Regions from separate parts of the Zea mays genome. Here regions 1 and 3 are each linked to region 2. The links are chromatin contacts, called in public Hi-C and HiChIP or PLAC-seq maps. All regions are on one chromosome and are shown on one strand. The core of a region is the stretch at or near the end of the contact, and the rest is flanking DNA. Distances in the headings are between cores, read along the strand shown.

Region 1 (3,885 bases), core at 433-2,932, 190 kb before region 2:
CAAAGGGCTACTGCCTTGCTTGGGCAACCTCATTGGCTTCCACTCTAGCCACAGCATCTACGTCGCATCGACTGTTACGACTGTGGAGGGGATGTCAGCTCGACTGCTTCTTCTACAGTCTCATCGTCTGCGCCACTCCCTCTGTGACTGCGGAGGGATGTTAAAGTATATTAGGCAACACCGGATATGGATAGTTTAGGATTGATTGTAATCCGATGATAGCCTTCTTATCTCTAGGAGAGGCGCCTTGCCCTCCAAGCCATGTACTCTTATATAAACAGCTCGAGGGCTCAAGCAATAAACATCCCACATATTATACGCATTTTCTCCTTCCTTCACAGATAACCAGACAACACAATAAAGGTAAGAAACAGATAGGGAGAAAAAAATCCAATCATCCTCAACCTATATAATGTAAGCAAATCCAGTTTCACATTCACTCTCTTTGCGGTGAGAAAAACATGCTTCATATTATATTAGATTGCCAGATATGAAGCTTTACACCAAGAGTTATAGTCTATCAAATGTATGGCATTGGCATATAAAATTCGTAATGAGGTGTGAAAAGGTTATGATATTGTTTTTTTTATTCAGTGCAATTGCTCCTCCTATCGTGTCCAATATTCCTGCACTAAGACCTGTAGGATTTTTTTCGCTCATGTAATAGAACTAAATCCACATTACACAATGAAATGAACATCAATTCTAAAACCTTAGGTTTAGTGGCAGGAGATCAATTTGATTAGTATCTACATTGTTCCTAGATTCACCTTGACAAACTGTGGTACTCTCAAAATCCCAACGAACTATGCTAAGCACGAGAGAGCAAGCAGACTAGCAGAGTAAGGCCCTGTTTGTTTCCTTGTTGGATAATATAATCTAGCTTATAGATTATATAATCAGTTAAGCACCTATGACCTGCTTATGGATTATCATAATCTAGGTATCTAGATCATATAATCTACTTAATAATATGCGTTGTTTGTTTGTCTCTTAACTTATTTAAGCTGGATTATATAATCTAGAGGGTACAAACAGGGCCTAACACTTGTACCAAAAAAATCAAGAAAAGTAAACTACCTTTGCAGATCCCATGTCATTGCGCTTGGCAGCCTCCCTGATGGCTTTCTCCACGTTCTTCTCCTCCCTCTGCACATCTGCAAAAACAATTCATACCCAAAAATACTTACAGGTAAGGGTTAAGGGTTTGGCGCACAGCCCCCAGGGTCGGGAGAATCGCTCGGCTAATCGCATCACCGCCTTGGCCATTTCTGAGGCAAACCAGAGCAACAAGCAACACCCGACCACCAATCCTTGAATCACACCTAGTACCCGTCCACACGAGCCCGATCGCCAGTTCCCTTGGAGACCAGGGGAAGGAGATGTGGGGGACGAGAAGGGAAGGAGATGCGGGCGCGTTCGGGGGTAGGACCTCGGATCTGACGGTCGAGGACGCGGCACTCGTTGCGGAGGCGGCGCTGCCACTCGCGCAGCTGCTGCTGCGGCGTCGGCCGCGGCTTGAGCATGTTCTTCACCTTCTCCATCGGCGCCGGCGGCCCGAGGGGCAGATTGGAGGTGATTCCGCACTCGGATGCAAGAAGAAGCTTCACGCGGCGGGCTTATTCCCTCGAGGGAGAAGAGACGGGGGAGGGGGAGAAAGCGATGACGGTTGACGAAGAACCGTGAAATGGCGTTGGGAGATCACAGCTGCACCTACAGTTAGACGGTGAGAAATTCAGAATTCTGCCTTCGAGGTGGGTTTCACAACCTTGTCAGTTGTTTCACCAAATGTAACGGTAATGATTTACATTTTCAGGTGTCGTTTGGTTCATGAAATATAACGTAAATATTAATGATAATGATTAACACTCGATTACCGACGGTAACCATTTTGAATAAGCCGGTACTCATTTTCAATATAGTATTGATTACGGTTGTACTTAAACAAATATAATTTAACGTTACAGTGGTATTAAATTTAAATAGATCAGTATCAATTTTTAAAGTGGTACCTTATTACAGTTGTACTTAAACAAATATAGTTTAATGTTATTGGTACCTTATTGTAGTTGTACTTAAACAAATATAATTTAACGTTATTAGTTATCTATTACATTACAAATATGTGAATTAAATAAAATATGTTGCACCTGTTGTAATATCATTTTGATGTTTTATAAAAACAAAAAAAATATTTATAGAGACATTGAGGGCTATTTTAGGAACCTCAAATTCACTTTAGGATTTGAGGGAATTGAGGTGGAAATGAACTAATTTTCTCTTCAATCTCCTTCAATCCCGAAGGAGATTTGAATTTCCAAACTAATTCTAAGGGACAATATTTATAGAGACATTGAGGGACAATTTTACCCTTATTATTGTTCATCCATTATCACTTCGGTGACTGATGTTCGTCGTAAGCCCCTGTTGTCTCTATGTGTCCCAATAAAACTAGACCTCAATATCCATACAAATATATACATTTCTTTTTTATTTTATTAAACGATCAAATGACATTACAGCGTGCAACATTTTTATAATGATATTCAGATGAAGCCTCATAAACTGATGACAAAGTAGCGAATTCCACTTTTCATAATGTCATAATTCCAAATTTCTTCTGCACGTGTTACATGCTTACACTGGCTCCTATTGGTAAGGCTATCTCTAGCAATCCTCGTCTCTCGTTTTTAACTTCATTCTGTAAACAGCGCAATCTATAGTTCAAAACAGTGTTTTGCACCGTTATATGAGCTTATTTGGTTGTATGAGATTAAGGGGTTGTGGGGCACAAAGTGACCTAACAATTTTTAAGAGAACATATTATATTAGGATGATAAGTACTTGATTGTGCTAACTTTTGGGGTCTACGAAAGTAACTCGTGGCATAGCTACATAAGAGTATATCTTGCGGTTATAGAAGAACATGTTGGTTATAGAAGAGCTCAAGAGCATGTTTGATGAGAGAGAGCTAGTTACTAATTCAGCTAAAATACTTTAAATTAGTTAAATTTGATTAGATAGATTACTAGCAACTAAATAGAGAGACTTGGCTAAAAATATTAGTCAATATATTAGCCCTTCTCATTAGATATACTAGTAGCTAATTTTTTAAGCTAGCTAGTAATTAGCTCTTGTCTCCAAACACATCTTATTCTGCCATTGCACATACATGGAGCTTTTTGCATGTAGTTGTGCCCCAAAAACGAACTGTCATAGCACACCTCTTCTTTTGGGTTTTTTAGACGGTTTAAATATGTCCAATGGAGACATATAACATATAGAGACGTCAGTACATAGTGCTATCTTAAAACATAATAGTAATATAAGAAGAGAGAAAGCGGAAACCTAAAGTTAATATGAGAAGGAATAATAAAATGAAACTTGATGAGATTAGGGTTCAAAACATACGAGTAAAATCCCGTCCCGACCTGTACAATTTTTCACATTTGACCCGTCCATTTTCGTATTTGTGGAAAAATCAAGAAACGGGGAAAACGGGAGAAGGTCTATTCCGCCAGCTTTTGTGGGAACCCGTATTTAAGAAATCCGAGATCGGCCCAATCAATACAACTATAAAGCATGAGTTTCTTTGTGCGTTGTTGAAAGGTAAATGTGCTATGTGTCGTTTCTACATTAGTTTTGATGATTAATGACCAATTGTAACAACCTGATTTTTGGGTATAAAAAATTCTTTGCTCTATACTCAAAATTCAGTTATTATTCTCTCTTTTTCTTGCTTTCCTTTTCTCTTTACTAAAATAATGGAGAGTTATTTTGTTATATATTGGCTTAAGCCTAGTGAAATGGGCCCTAGAGGTGCTTTGGTTGTTGCATTTATGTTGTTGCATAGTGTTTCTAAGTGTAAAAGGTATTTGACACATG
Region 2 (3,761 bases), core at 1,121-3,620:
CAAGGGATTCCTCAAATAATAACACCACAAAAAAAGTTTGAAGGATCCCTTACTGCTACTGCGTGTCATCATGCTAGTTAGCTATCTTTATCTCTTGAAAGTAGGCGGTCTTCTGACTTTTGTAGCTTGCTCGAACGCATAAGCGATCTCAATCAACCTCGGCTCGTAGCCCTGGAGCCCACCGAAGCAGATCGCGAAGGGGACTCCTTGCTCATCGTACCCCGCCGGCACGGCGATGCCCGGATAGCCCCCGACGGCGAGAACAGAGGAGGCGTCGCTGTTGGGCGCCACGATCGCATCCAGGCGGCGTTCCTTCATCAGCTTCTCCAGCCCATTGGTGGAGATCTCCCTCAGCCGCCGGATGGCAGCTCTCTCCCTTGTGCCGATGCCGTTGGTCTTCTCCGCGGCGATCAGATCCGGCTGCCCAAAATCTTTGAGCCTCTCCTGCAACAACACAGCAGGAAATGACATCATCGGTTCTCTGCAATGCGGAAGACAGAAACACTGTTTGGTTACCTCTACAGGATGCGCTTCGTTGAACGCTATGACTTGTGCGAGAGAGCGGACTGGAGAGTACAGTAGGCCCGACAAGTAAGCGTTGATGCTTATCTTGAACTCTGCAGCCATGAGCAGAATCTCCTGGTTACCCAGATCGGTGAAATTTGTTGCGATGTCAAGATCCATGATCACGACGGCGCCTTGTTGCCTTTCATGAAGAACAGACGTACGTACGATGATGTTAGTTGACGTTCTAGACGGTGGCCAAGTTGGCCTACTGTTAGGGTTAGTTTGGGAACCCCAATTTTCTAAAAAATTTCTATTTTTCTAAGGGCTAGTTTGGAAACTCCAATTTCCCACGGGATTCTTATTTTCCCAATGGAAAATGAACTAATTTCCCTGGGAAAAATGAGAATTCCGTGGGAAATTGGAGTTTCCAAACTAGCCCTAAGGAAAATTAGTTCATTTTTCCATGGGAAAATTGAAATCCTTTGGAAAATTGAGGTTCCCAAACTTGCCCTTAGTGTGATTTTGTTGCTGCGAGACACCGTCATGTTGTATAAACAGCTACCTCATTGTATCGAGATGCTTCTCATAGACCGCCAGTTGCATATCGTCGTATCCTTGAAAAAATACGTCGGGGACACCGATCCTCTTGCCCCTCAGTCCGTTGGTCCTCAGGAACTGCGTGTAACCCCCGTGTGGGATGTACTTGGACGCTGCTCCGGTGGCTTCAGCGTCAAGCTCGTCGTAGCCGACAATGACGTCCAACACACGGACGGCGTCCGAAACTGTGCGACACATTGGTCTGCAACGAACGACAGGCACAAGTGAACTACGATGCTTGGAGTCTGACATCTTCGAGCTAACCGGTGGGTATTTTCTGTTTCTTACCCAATAGTGTCTTGAAGAGGCGTGATGGGGATGACACCGGATCGGCTCGTCAACCCAACAGTGGGTTTGATCCCGACCACCGAGTTGAGCGACGACGGGCAGAGGATGGAGCCGTCGGTCTCCGATCCAAGTGTCACCGCCGCCATGTTGGCTGCCGCCGCAACGCCAGGCCCAGCGCTTGACCCGCATGGGGTTACCGAGAGAACATATGGATTCTGTAATTTCACGCATAGCAGCATCAGATTTGTTGCATCCGTGCCGCCGTCGGTCTCCGTAACCGTAACTGCTACTTGGCGCGGAAAAAAAAAGCATCTGGAGTCGTACCAGCGTCTGGCCGCCGCGGGCGCTCCAGCCGGAGGCGACGGGGCGGAAGTTAGACCACTCGGAGGGGTTGGCCTTGCCGAGGATGACGGCGCCGGCGCGGCGGAGGCGCGCCACCACGCCGGCGTCGCGCCTGACGACGGAGCCGAGCAGCGCGAGCGAGCCGGCCGTGGTGTTGAGCCGGTCGCGCGTGTCGATGTTGTCCTTGAGCAGGACGGGGATGCCGTGCAGCCCGACGGCGCAGCGCCCGCGCGAGGCGGCGCGCTCCGCGTCGGCGCGCGCCGCCTGCGCGAGCGCGTCCGGGTTCACCTCGATGACGGCGCGGAGCAGCGGGTTGAGGCGGGCGATCTGCTCCAGGTAGAACCGGGCGAGCGCCGTCGACGTGAGGCTGCCGTTCCTGAATCCCTGGTGGATGGCGTCCACGGTGGCCTCCTGGAACTCGAACTGCTTGCCGCTGGAGCTGCCGGCGGCAGCGGCCGCCAGGGCCACGCCCAGGACGGTGGCGACGACCTGGAGGCGCAGGTCAACCATCGCGACGCTAGCTAGCTAGTGGCTAGTACTGTCGTCGGGACGATCTGGTGCTTGCTTTATCTTCAGCGCTTGTGCATCGTGTGGTGTGCACAGCACACTGCCACACTGCGTGTCTTCAGATGCTCATGTCTTGTTGCCCGACCGTTGGCTCTTTCATTTGTTCCTTCCTAATTTGCGCTTCATTTTCACATGCTTGATGAGAACAAATAGTGTAGGACCACTTCGCATTTGAAGATTCGCATCAGTCTTCTTCACTCTCTAAAAGATTCTGTTATCTATATCTTTAACATCTCCGATAATAATCTCTAAATTCCGTTCTCTATATCTCATTCTCTATATTTACCAACATATATTAACACAAATTTTTAAAATGACATTTTTTACAAAATGTTGAGTCTATTTATATATTAGAAAATATGTTTTATTCATATGAATACATATAAGAGGTCGCTGTGGGAAAATTGGGTTTTCCTGTTCATGTATTTGACGACCAATTTTTGCCTTTTGTTTTTCTCTTCCGTGGCCGAGATCCATAGCGTCGTTGCCAGACTTCTCGCCGCCGCCGCCATCAAGCGACTCCTCGCCACCGCAGCAGGGTCATACTCTCCGGCGGAGCTCCTCCATGCAGCGCCCAGCTTCTCCAAGCCGTCGCAACCGAGGCACCATGGTGTCCGCCGCAAGCTCTAGGGTGACTACCGCGACGTGTTGGTCATCTTCCCCGGCGTTGCTGCTATCTTCTCCGCGGCGCGAGCTTCGTGCAAGCAGGCTCGTTTGGAGGTTGTCGTGATGCGGCCATGGGCGACGTCGTATTTGTCGGATGTGTGCAGCAATGCGTCGATAGCGGACGAATAGTTATTCTCTAGATGTAGAAGCTCCAACACAGACTCTAAATTTTAGCGCACTCAGCGTTCCTTGCAGGAGGCATAAAGGAGCACCATGTCCTCTAAATTTAGCGTACATGTTGCTATAGCGGGTCTTGTTGGAGATAGCTTCAGACTGGCTGCAGCGGCTCCCGCAGCGCCCTTAAACAGTGTTTTGCACATTCCTATACACGACCTGCTCGAGATGACATAAATGATGTCATTTTTCTCTCTTACGTTGACACAGCCTGCTAGAGATAACCTAAACGACGTTATTTTTCTCTCTCATGCTGACGGTGTGATGACTCTATGTCACTGTTCATGTCTTATATTTTTTATCCATGAATAATTGTTAGTAGATAAAAATTGATAGTGGATGAAAAGTAGGGATATGAAATGGTTTTATATGAAGATCGAACTTTTAAAAAACCGAAAGGGCCGAACTGAATTTTAGTTTTAATTGAATACCCAGGCTCAGGTGCTGATGGGAGCTCAGGTAGCAGTGAGCAGATTCCAGGCCCCGGCGGCCCGGCTTCGTGGAAACACCGCCTAGATCGTTTCCCGCAAGCCCGCTGTGACTCTTTCGGCTTCCAGGCCCCAAGCAGCTCGAACAAACATCCAAATATGTGGATGTTACATTAGCTAAGCCCAGATAGT
Region 3 (3,932 bases), core at 1,411-3,910, 150 kb before region 2:
AACATAAATGACCAATAGAAGCAGGAAAGCTTTAACTCAGGGATCTTACAGATAATGGGATTCGTTGTGGAAAACGCTCACTTGTCGACAAGAGATCATCGTATGTTGTGGACCAACTGCAATGTAAAAGACACTGGAGTTGAGAATGGAATCTAACCGAACTCTTGCATATATAGCTTGCAGCCTACCATGAATCAAGAAGCTATCTAACTATCGTGAACCAATAACTAAAGCTTCCTTCAGTGTGAGCTAACATCACTTATTCGCTAGAACTAGAAGCTCCTGACGGCTTGTTAGTGCATCAGGCGCTCAACATATCGTCTATCTAGGTTATTAGCTACAATACCTCGTTTCCTAGTTTTGGTTTAAAAACTACAATTAAGTAATTAACAATACATTTTTTGCAGGGGTGATGAAGAAAATTTCACAAATAATAGAAATCTCACAGGATCTTTAAACTAGCTTATTTACCAAACACCTACCCAAGGCAATGGGACTAGTCCTCTATAGATTCTTAAAATTTACATATTGTGCCCCACAGGAAATTACTACCTCCGTTCTCAAATCGTTGTCACCCTCTAGTTCATTTTTGAACTAAAACATGACAAATAACGTTCTCGAATATTTGTCACCTGCTAGTTTATTTTTAAACTAAAACGCGACAAATAAAAAAGAATGGAGAGAGTATAATTCATGCAAATGAAAGAGCGTCAGGAACCTTATCACTGGCTCTCGGGGGGTCTTTCTCAGAACTTCTGCCTGGCGTCCAACCCATTGTCTTCTCATCTCAGCCCATGCTTCAGCCGCTGCAGAAACAAATATTATAATTGGTATACAAATGACTCTCTGGCATCAAATCCTATTCATTCGTCCATATCCCCCGCAAAAACTGGTACTATTGACCAGGCTAATAACTATAACAAATGTGTTATTGTCTGAATAACTGACCACAGAAAATCATGCTAACAAAAAGCTTTCCCTTGCAAAAAGTAAGAGAGCAAGATACAATATTCTGTAGTCTGACTTTAACATGACAACAGTAATGAATGAACCCCTTTACATGTGATTTTCTTTATCGTTCCAAGAAAAACAAGCCTATATGAACAGTTCTTGTTCAAAAGAGAAACAATTTGGATATGGCATTGGTGTTGGTACAAGCACAATTAACTGCATATTAAAGATGCTATAAAATCTAACGGATGAAACAACTACAATCATATTTACCTTACAATCAAGCTACCATTCTCAATCCACTTAGGTTGTAAGCATCCAAACACAGATATAACTCATTAAATACAACAAGGTGCCAAAATTTCAAAATGATATCGTACCATGGTTGATAAATGATGTATCTACCCTGTTTTCCATTGACGTTTTAGAGTCGTTGGCTATTGAATTGGGAATAGAAGAGATATTCCCCTCAAGAGAAACAGATATGCTAACATTCTTCTCCATTGCTTCTAGACCCGATTGCCATCGTCTTCTGTTTCCAGTCGATGAATCCTGATATTTCTTTCTCAAAGATCGCTTCGGTTTAGAATCTGGAAGTGACTGAGATCTGCTTAAATTACCAATACAGCCACTGCTCTGCATAAATTAAGCATCAGATATGCTTGAGGCGGGAATCGCTCAAAAGATGGAATTCAGGCGCTTCATATATTAATTACATTCGCATGACAAAAAAATATTTGTGATGTCATAAGATGATAATAAATCTCTCTTTTTTGGCACCTACCCCATATAAGCTCAAAGAGAATGTCATGCAAACACCGCAGCCATTAAGTGTGTTAACCGAACTGTTTAAAAGAGTGAGGTGGGTTGACTTTTCATGCTTCAGATATCCATTGTTTCTGAAAAGAGAGAGAGAGAGAGAGAGACTGTTATTCATAAGGTAGCCAAAAAATGCAAAGGAGCAGGGCCTCAAGCGTCACTGGCTCCAAGAATGGAATATTATGATTCAAATACGCAACTAGCCAAGCGTTTTATAGCTATTTATCCAGTTCTCCTAGATCCACTAAAAGTAAATTGTATCATCTAGAATCCAAATTCCTCTCCAGTTTACTGTCTTAAGGTCTTACTGTCCATTCAATAGCATAGCATTGGCCACTGTCATGCGTTACCCGAACCGCAGCATTCGATTCCTCCAATTTGATTAACTTCACCACAGTCACATCCATCCATCCATCCTATGGCCCTTCTCCAAATCTAGCAGCAGGATTAGAACTTGCATATATACGACCCAAACATGCGGCTCACCAAGATAACCACGGGCACCGCTCTTCACCTCAGAATCGCACGAGGATTTCCAATAATTAAACCCGCCTCCGGATCAGATATATCAATACATAGTGGCCAAAACCCAGTAGGAACTCGCCCGACCCAGCAACCGCAGAAAAAAAAAGGCTAGAAATGCTTATTCTAGGTGCAGACTGCAGAGTACCTCACCTCAGACTGAATCAGGAACTGGAAGAGAAGCCTAATCGCTTTTCCTCGCCCACCCCTTTTTCTTGCCTCGGTTGCTCCGCTTTTGGTAGACGCCAGAGAGGAATTACGCGGGCGAGAACGAGAAGGGACCAGGGGAGGAGAGAAAATATGAGGAATTTGGACGCATCTGGCCGCAGCCGCACCGGGAAGGATGAAATGATGGAAGGAATGTGGTTAGGTCGGAACGTTTGCCGTCCGTGGGCCGCGTCCACAGACCTAATTCCACTGATCAGATCAGGATGGCGCCGGGTGCGTAGACCGAGCGTACGGAGGCTCGCGACGGGACACGGCGAGATAGAGAGTTTGGACTTTGGACTTTGGAGACAGGGAGAGAACAGAGAAGGATGCCGCCCGCGAGTAAAAAACGAAAAAGAAAGTTTGACCAGTCGTACCATGGTCCATGGCCTATTTAATTGCTTTTGCCAGCCTTATAAATTTTAGTAACTAAAGGGGCAAAACTGACAATTGGTCCCACGGACTAAATCAAAGAAATCGTAATAGTAGACCATATTTAATACTCGTAATATACATTCAAAACACCTAAGGTCTTGTTCGTTTACACCAATCCAGCTCTGAATTAGCATGGATTAGAATTAAATCCATGCCACAGTCCATGCCCCAAAATAATCCAAATCTACTTAATTTTTTTATTCGGTTAAACCCATCATGGATTATAACCCAAGGATTTGGGAATTTTTTAAACTATGAAAGGCATGGATTCTATCCATAGCTCATTAGGTATGTAACAAATCCATGAAGATTGCATAAGTTTATATTATAATCCATGGATCAAAACAATAGCTAGCTTTGAGAGATACATGGATTAAATGATGAATTTAATCCCACCATGGGATTGAGTGTGACATATGGATTCGTCCAATCCAGACCCGGATTAAATCCATGGTGGGATTTATTCTCTTGTAACCGAACAAGACCTAATATGATACGGACTAAACTTTAGACCCTAAACCAAAACCCCCAAAAATGTTAGTTATTGTAAAGATAAGATCGTCTCTAATCCATACATCTGATTCATTTTTAGGAGAGATAGGAGACCTAATGAGGAGCAGATTGTGTAAAAGAAAAGTGTAGTCACTATTAGTTACCTCCTTTATTACTAAAGAACTAAAATTTAGAAGGTTACTTTCAGTCACCTAGTTTGGGACTGAAAATGGCTAAGCCCTTGTTTGCACTAGAACTAACAAATAGCTGCTAAAATTAGTTGGAGACATCCAAACAGCTTAGCTAATAGTTCAGATATTAACTGCTTTTAGTTATAGACATCGAAACACCCCAGCTAATAGTCTAGTAAACAAGTAGTTGCACGCTCAACTACCTATTAGTCTGTTAGCTAGTAGTTAGTGACCGGTACCTAGGAACACGGTACCCTAAGTAAGCTCATAACTCATAACGGTCCATCTAGGCCGACCAAGTCCCGCCGAGCAACT

The links. A called contact is a pair of places that touch in the nucleus more often than the background predicts. HiChIP or PLAC-seq counts read pairs in DNA pulled down with a chosen protein or histone mark.
Region 1: a Hi-C map of ear shows a contact between it and region 2, with 1.9 times the contacts expected there. The contact joins the promoter of LOC100216894 here to the promoter of LOC100283862 in region 2. A contact is called at or near these places in 3 of 25 Hi-C or Micro-C datasets (ear, endosperm and tassel).
Region 3: an H3K4me3 HiChIP or PLAC-seq map of leaf shows a contact between it and region 2, with 2.4 times the contacts expected there. The contact joins the promoter of LOC103633165 here to the promoter of LOC100283862 in region 2. A contact is called at or near these places in 1 of 25 Hi-C or Micro-C datasets (ear) and 2 of 3 datasets of contacts at active chromatin or transcription factors (leaf and seedling).

The regions. Positions count from the first base shown.
Region 1 is chr7:154,685,231-154,689,115 of Zm-B73-REFERENCE-NAM-5.0, forward strand. It overlaps LOC100216894, which reads right to left and starts at 1,683. Exons shown (of 5, transcript NM_001143281.1): 1 at 1,081-1,683. The coding sequence starts at 1,095.
Region 2 is chr7:154,872,601-154,876,361 of Zm-B73-REFERENCE-NAM-5.0, forward strand. LOC100283862 (amidase) reads right to left here and starts at 2,371. Exons shown (of 5, transcript NM_001156760.2): 1 at 1,717-2,371; 2 at 1,393-1,607; 3 at 1,070-1,306; 4 at 517-706; 5 at 1-444. The coding sequence starts at 2,244. The coding sequence ends at 88.
Region 3 is chr7:154,725,443-154,729,374 of Zm-B73-REFERENCE-NAM-5.0, forward strand. LOC103633165 reads right to left here and starts at 2,661. Exons shown (of 6, transcript NM_001328616.2): 1 at 2,446-2,661; 2 at 1,736-1,850; 3 at 1,332-1,582; 4 at 719-806; 5 at 50-116. The coding sequence starts at 1,740.